Linked DNA regions of Danio rerio: region 1 is linked to region 2. The links are chromatin contacts, called in public Micro-C maps. All regions are on one chromosome and are shown on one strand. The core of a region is the stretch at or near the end of the contact, and the rest is flanking DNA. Distances in the headings are between cores, read along the strand shown. Region 1 holds the start of trnt1 (tRNA nucleotidyl transferase, CCA-adding, 1). Region 2 holds the start of glyctk (glycerate kinase).

The links. Hi-C and Micro-C count contacts between places; a contact is called where the count stands out from the background.
Region 1: a contact with region 2 is called in a Micro-C map of caudal fin, with 2.5 times the contacts expected there. The contact joins the promoter of trnt1 here to the promoter of glyctk in region 2. A contact is called at or near these places in 2 of 18 Hi-C or Micro-C datasets (caudal fin and hematopoietic stem cells).

Annotation. Positions count from the first base shown.
Region 1 is chr6:45,778,580-45,781,969 of GRCz12tu, forward strand. trnt1 (tRNA nucleotidyl transferase, CCA-adding, 1) reads right to left here and starts at 1,394. Exons shown (of 8, transcript NM_001002159.2): 1 at 1,274-1,394; 2 at 898-1,044; 3 at 105-298; 4 at 1-10. The coding sequence starts at 1,036. It overlaps arl6ip5a (ADP-ribosylation factor-like 6 interacting protein 5a), which reads left to right and starts at 2,071. Exons shown (of 3, transcript NM_001006096.1): 1 at 2,071-2,317. The coding sequence starts at 2,139.
Region 2 is chr6:45,572,211-45,575,583 of GRCz12tu, forward strand. It overlaps glyctk (glycerate kinase), which reads right to left and starts at 1,755. Exons shown (of 5, transcript NM_001077388.2): 1 at 1,610-1,755.

The sequences.
Region 1 (3,390 bases), core at 144-2,643, 210 kb after region 2:
CCTCATGAAGCTATATTATGCAGAAATTGGCACATTTAGAGTCATTACGTTGACATGTGGACATCAGAATTCATTGAAGAACTAGAACCTATGCTTCACCTCACCCTGGCAGTAATGGTGCCATGTTTCTCTCCTTTATTGTTGATCATGCGGACTCCTGCTGTCTGGAACATGCTCTTCATCTCCTCTGGAGTGGCTGTTGTGGCAAAATCCACATCTTCAGGCCGTTTTCCAGACAGAAGGTCCCGCACCGCACCCCCGGCAATCCTCAGCTCAAACTGGTTCTTTTGAAATATTTCTAGATATCAAATAAATATGGCATGTTTTGGATATGTTTGCACTAATTAAGTTGTGAGGTACATGACAATGTTAAAGATTCAAATGTTTGCACAAAACTGAATGAATTAGGGTAACACGGTGGCTCAGTGGTTAAAACTGTCGCCTCACAGCAAGAAAGCCGCTGGTTTGAGCCCTGGCTGGATCAGTTGCCATTTGTGCCAACCGTTTATGCTTCCCGTTTTGCATGGGTTTCCTCCTGGTGCTCCGTTTTCCCCCACAAGTCCAAAGACATGTGGTATAGGTGAATTTAATAAGCTAAATTGTCTGTAGTGTACTGTATGTGTGTGAATGCAAGAGTGTATGGGTGTTTCTGGGTTGCGACTGGGAGGGCATCCGCTGCATAAAATATATGACGGATAAGTTGGCGGTTAATTTCACTGTGGCAACCCCTGATTAATAAAGCCCTAAATGAATGAATGAATGAATGAATAAGCTTTGTGGTATCGTTAGCAACAAAGTGTGAGTAGATGTGCCCAAACAACTCACTGGTGCAATTATTATTTGTCATGAAGTATTAACACCGTGTTTTTACCAATGACATTTATAAAGTGAGCTTACCAGCAAGACCAACGAGTCCGTCGGTAAATAAAGACTCAAACTCTTTAGTTTTCAGCTGCATCGTCAATAAAGCCCTGCAACTCCACGTGAGATGAACCCGGTTGACAAACGAAGGGCGTAGAAATAATTTAGCCCACATCGGTGGACCTTAAAACAAGAGAGTCGTTATCTGTAAATTTCACATGCCACTGAATTAATGTTAATGATACATGCTAAATACCTATAACGTTGAATGTTCAGTAATTATCTTCCAGACTTTTCAACTCCAATGCTAGTTTTCAAGATGCTAGGCATTACTATTATTTAACACCTATTATACTTATGGCGATGCTAAGCATTTATCAAACATGACTCACAACAGTTAATATTTATTCACCTTAGGAAAACACCAGATGCTATTTTAGCACATCGGTAGTTTCACTCACGCTGCGAGCAGCCATGACAGACATTCACGTAAGGGCGTGGCCAACTGCTTCCGGGACACTTGCGTAATAACAAGATCGTCCAATGAAAACTGAGCACTTTTATTTTTTTTTTCAGTCGCCCATCCAGCATGCTACAGTTATGGCAAGCCATTTTAACATATAATCTATATACTTACATTTTTAGTAGATACTAGTTCTTATTTATTAGATCGTAGTATAACTTAATCATTATTTTGCACTTGTTGAAAATAATCCTTTGTATTTGCAAATGTATTTGTTTCATTATATAGAGTAACTATTCTTACGTTAGTAGCCTTGGTAAGAAACTGAATGAGTTTGTATCTAATATAAGCACTGACATCTTGAGCTATTAGCGATAGGCTACCTATGAATAGCGTAAAAAAAACTAGCATAAAACTACTAGTCTACTAAAAACAGCATGCACTTCTCATACTTGGAATACACTAAAAACCGAATAGTTGAAATAAACTAGCAGCTAGCAGCATGAAAATATATTAGCAGCGATTAAATGTTAAAACAGCTTGCCATAGCGCAAACGTTTCACTCGTTAATCACTAGTTTACTTTATAATTCAATCAGCCAGTATATCGTACACTGTGTGATAATAAGAATCCTTATCTGCATGATTAGATTAAGTCCCTAATATTCAAACGCGATCATTTTTGCTGATCATTTGTTTACATCTGAAGTAACCTCCCATTTAAAGCCAAAGCGCATGCTGCTGGCGAGAGGACGGAAGTGACAGGCTGTTGCTTACATTCAGAGCAGCTGTCGGCATCCGCACAGTCTGAATAAATGGCTAAAGTGGAAATCGCTCCTTTGAGAGGCTGGGATGATTTCTATCCCGGCTCAGATCGCTTCGGCAAACCAGATACACGAGATTTGGCGAAATGGAACAACAGAGTGGTCAGCAACCTCCTGTACTATCAAACCAACTATCTGGTGGTAGCTATACTTGTATTCCTGGTTGTAGGGTAAGTCCTTTGCACAGCGTCTTACATGCAGAAATTCTATAAAAACAATATTAAAGTAGTATTTGTAACATTCAATGTGAACTTAAACACAAATATCGGATTGCGGAAAGTATCGCGAGAACAGTGAGCTTTAAATATAGGCTGTATTTGAGCACAAACTAACATGGCAATGCATTTAGTTCTACTTTTGTTGTTAAACTGCGATGTATAACATATTTCCAATAGTTTTGCATTGTAAATCCCATGGTACACAATATTGCAATCTCCACTGTATGGTGTTTTATTTTATGGGTATTGCATGTTGTGTATTTCATGCTGTTTTTAAGTGATAAACTTTTAAAATTGTTTTCCCATCTGTCCAATATAGAACATGATGTTATTTCTACCTAAATATAGCTAGTTGATCCTGACAGACATGGCTGTGTTGATATATGGGCAGCTGTGTTTAAGTTTGTAAGCCAGTTTAATGTCCAAGAGATGATGGTTTGTCTCTAATATTATAACTAGTTGCTAAGACTGAACAATATTTAAGGGTTTTATCACATGACACTTATGAGCAAAGGTCATGACAGTATTTTGTCATAGTCATTTCACAATTATACAGCTCTCACAAAAATGAGTGTTGTTATAAATGTTAGTGCATATTTTTAAAACATACGTTATACTATAAAAAAACTTGGTTAAATCAAATTTGGTGTAGCAATAACTTGATTGACTCGTGGTTAGTATAATAACATCTATTAACCCTGTTTTTTACTCTGTTTAAAAAAACTCTGTTAATTATTGTCAAGCTTTCCATTGCAATTATTACTATTACATTTTATTAACATGTATTATTTCACACTCAAATCATGTATACTATTTATGTTCAGGTTATCACATGCAATGTTTCCTTTTATCAACAATGTTTTATAGCGTTTACACTTTATAGCCACTAGGTGTCACCATCAACGCATGCTTGCTTTCTTAAAGGTATAGTTCACCCCAAAATGAAAATGTGCTCACTATTTACTCATTGTCAGGTGGTTCCAAACCTTTACGAGTTTATTTCTTTTCTTGATCAAAATACAAGA
Region 2 (3,373 bases), core at 505-3,004:
TTTTATTTTAAGATACATTTACAATATTTTGGAGCAGTGAACAGGTTAGGCTAAAATAAAATGAATCTTTGACTTCTGCTGTCATCATTAGTTTCAAAAACACAGATTTCTTAACGATTTAAAATGGCATCTTTGGATATCTTTTCTGCTGGAGATACTGTTATCCTAAAAAAAATCTTACACATACCATAGGAACAGTATAGCAGAAAATGTTGGTGGTTTTAAGACCTTGACTTTTCCAATCTATGGTAAACCTTGAAAATGGTTATCATCTCAACTTTTGACTAGTAGTATAAATAATTAATGCAATCTATTAATAAAGATAAAAAACAAAATGTATTATTTAAAATATAATAATTTTCTAAAAAGCATATTGCTCCAATGTAAAGACAGACGAGAGGATACCAAAATCTGTAACCCTAATCTATTTATATATAAATATAAATATTTTCCAGGTGACACAGTGGCGGAGTGGGTAGCATGATTGCCTCACAGCAAGAAGGTCTCTGGTTCAAGCCTTGGCTGGGTCAGTTGGCATTTCTGTGTGGAGTTTGCATGTTCTCCCTGTGTTTGTGTGGGTTTCCTCCAAGTGCTAGAGTTTTTCCCACTGTCCAAAGACATGCTGTGCAGGTGAATTGAGTGTGCTAAATCGTCTGTAGTGTATGTGTGTGAATGTGTATGTATGTATGTTTCCCAGTGATGGGTTGCAGCTGGAAGAGCTGCATAAAACATATGCTGGAAAAGTTGGCGGTTCATTCTGCTATGGCGACGCCAGATTAATAAAGGGATTAAGCCGAAAAGAAAATGAATGAATGAATTTAAATATCTTCCATCACCTGAAACAACAGTTAATATTTTGTGTTATGTGGAAAAAGAATTGTACTCAAAATACTGTAAAATGAAAATAACCGAGGCAACTGCAACAATTTTAAAGTATTGATTCAATTTTCTGTAAATATGTAAAGCACTTTGAGTGCTATATAAACGTAACATATTATTAGTCTATATATGAAACAAATACATTTAACTGAATATAATTATACATTCATCCTTAAACCTCTTAAGCTGTGTAGGCTATGCTCACAACCAAAAAAAACAACAATAAAAAATTATTTCAAGACAGCCATCTCCAACTAAATGACCAGTGATGGACAGCTAGAAACAAAATTATGTTTAAATCACATAGTACATTTGTATGTAAATAAATAATAACAATTGAATCCTAAATATTATATCTTAAACAAAGTTCCAACATTTTCCACTTAAAAATGTACCTGCACACTGCTGGTAATCCTGAAGCTCTTTTATGAACTGAAAACTTTAGAGAATTGCCTTACACTAGAGGCTGTGTGCTGAGTGAGTAATGATTGACTACAGTTGACCATAGGGCAGAGAGTAGTTTCAGAACAAGTCAGTTTAGCGGTTTACGGATTCATTAAGGGTCAATCCCAAAACAACAGAGGGGTTGTACAATAGTCTTGTGATATTTCTGTTAAAGTCCAGTCAATGTCCTGGTCAGTGTTAAACATCTATGGACTCGCCACCCTAATAGACCAAACTGCAAAACAAGCACAATTCACCACAAATGGCAACAAACAAAAACATGTACCTCCATTTTCTCTCCACACTCAACCTCAGGCTACCGCAGCTATAGTAAACAAAACAAGACTAATATCGCAGAACTTTGGATAGGACGCGTCTTGACGTCACTTTAATTTGTGTATGAGTCGTGTCATGCTTTTACACATTCATAACGCATCCGCCCCTTCTCCTCTTGTTTTGAACAAGATTGACTCACGTGACAAACTGAATAAACCCCTCTCGATCAATCTGGCAACAGCTCAAAACAAAACGCGTAGTTCGGTGCTGCACCAACCCTCTGTTTTGAACGAATCTTTTATATAAACAAATCATTTAAAACCCCGACTCGTTCAGCAAAAGAGGCGAGTTCGTACAGTGGAACTAACCAATTGGATGCTGGTTCGCAGCTGACACTCGAATACTATTGGCTGGAACAACAGTCAATCTTAACAGGGAAAACGAGTCAGTAGGAAAAGAATCATTTTCAAGATTTATTTACGATTCACGAGTAAACGACGTAATTATACCAATACAAATTTATAAGAAAAGCCAATTAACCACGTTTTGCACAAGTATAATTAGTTATAACTTAGGAACTCTGACTCGTTTCTGCATTTAATTTGCCTAAAAGTAAATGTTTACCACGAACAGCGTAAAGTTACCTCAGTACTTCGCTTGGCGTCACACACTGGCGTGTCCAAGTTTAAAACAAAGTGGCCTTCAATTAGTAAAAAAATGCTGCATCAGCACGAGGCTATATTTCAATGATGATTAGCTGCGTGTAACTCCGTTGCCAGTTCTGAAAAGGCAATGACAAAGTTTCTTCAAAAGGTGGCAGCATTCAATAGGTTAGCTAAACTAGACTAAGTCCATAAAACACATATTAGTATAAAACATGAAATATGAAAGTACACGACAAAATATACACAAACATTGTCAAACTTCACAGTTAGCCTATTTTTGTGTCACCAAAACAGCGGAGGTGTCAGAGTCATACTGGGTATGACATCATCCTTCCTGTTATCAGAGTCTCCCAGCTCCATCTGTTAATCACACCCATGGGGAGAAGAGTACCAATATCACAACAAGCACTTGTTCACAGGTACCAAAATAACTGTATGGTCATTTACATGCTTATAAATGTCTAGTTGAATTATTCAAGGAAGATACAGGAAAAAAACAAGGCCCTAAATGACTTGCCTTGTGAGAAATCAGTTATCATCTTTAGAGAAATGACTCATCTACAAATATTTATGTTGAGTAAATGTTTGTTACTGTCTTATGTACACAGTGTTTTATTGCATTCGCTACAAAAATGCACCCAATTTTATTAATGTCTTTAATGGGTTAGGACAGCTCAAAATGATTTAGTTAAAGTTTTGAAGCAACAAATAGATTTTTTTTTCATTCATTCTTTTCTTTTCCGCTTAGTCCCTTTATTAATCTGGGGCCACCACAGCAGAATAAACCACCATCTTATCCAGCATATGTGTTACACAGTGGTATGTTCTTCCAGCTGCAACCCATAACTGGGAAACATCCATACACACTCATACACTACAGACAATTTTAGCTTACCAAATTCACCTATACTATATGTATTTGGACTTGTGGGGTAAACCGGGGCACCTGGAGGAAGTCAACGCAAACAGGGAGAAAACGGGGAGAACATACAAATTCAACACAGAAATTCCAACTGACCCAGCCGAGGCTTGAACCAGCGACATTCTTGTTGCGAGGCAATCGTGCTACCCACTGCTCCACGGTGACACCCTTGATTTATTTTTTTATT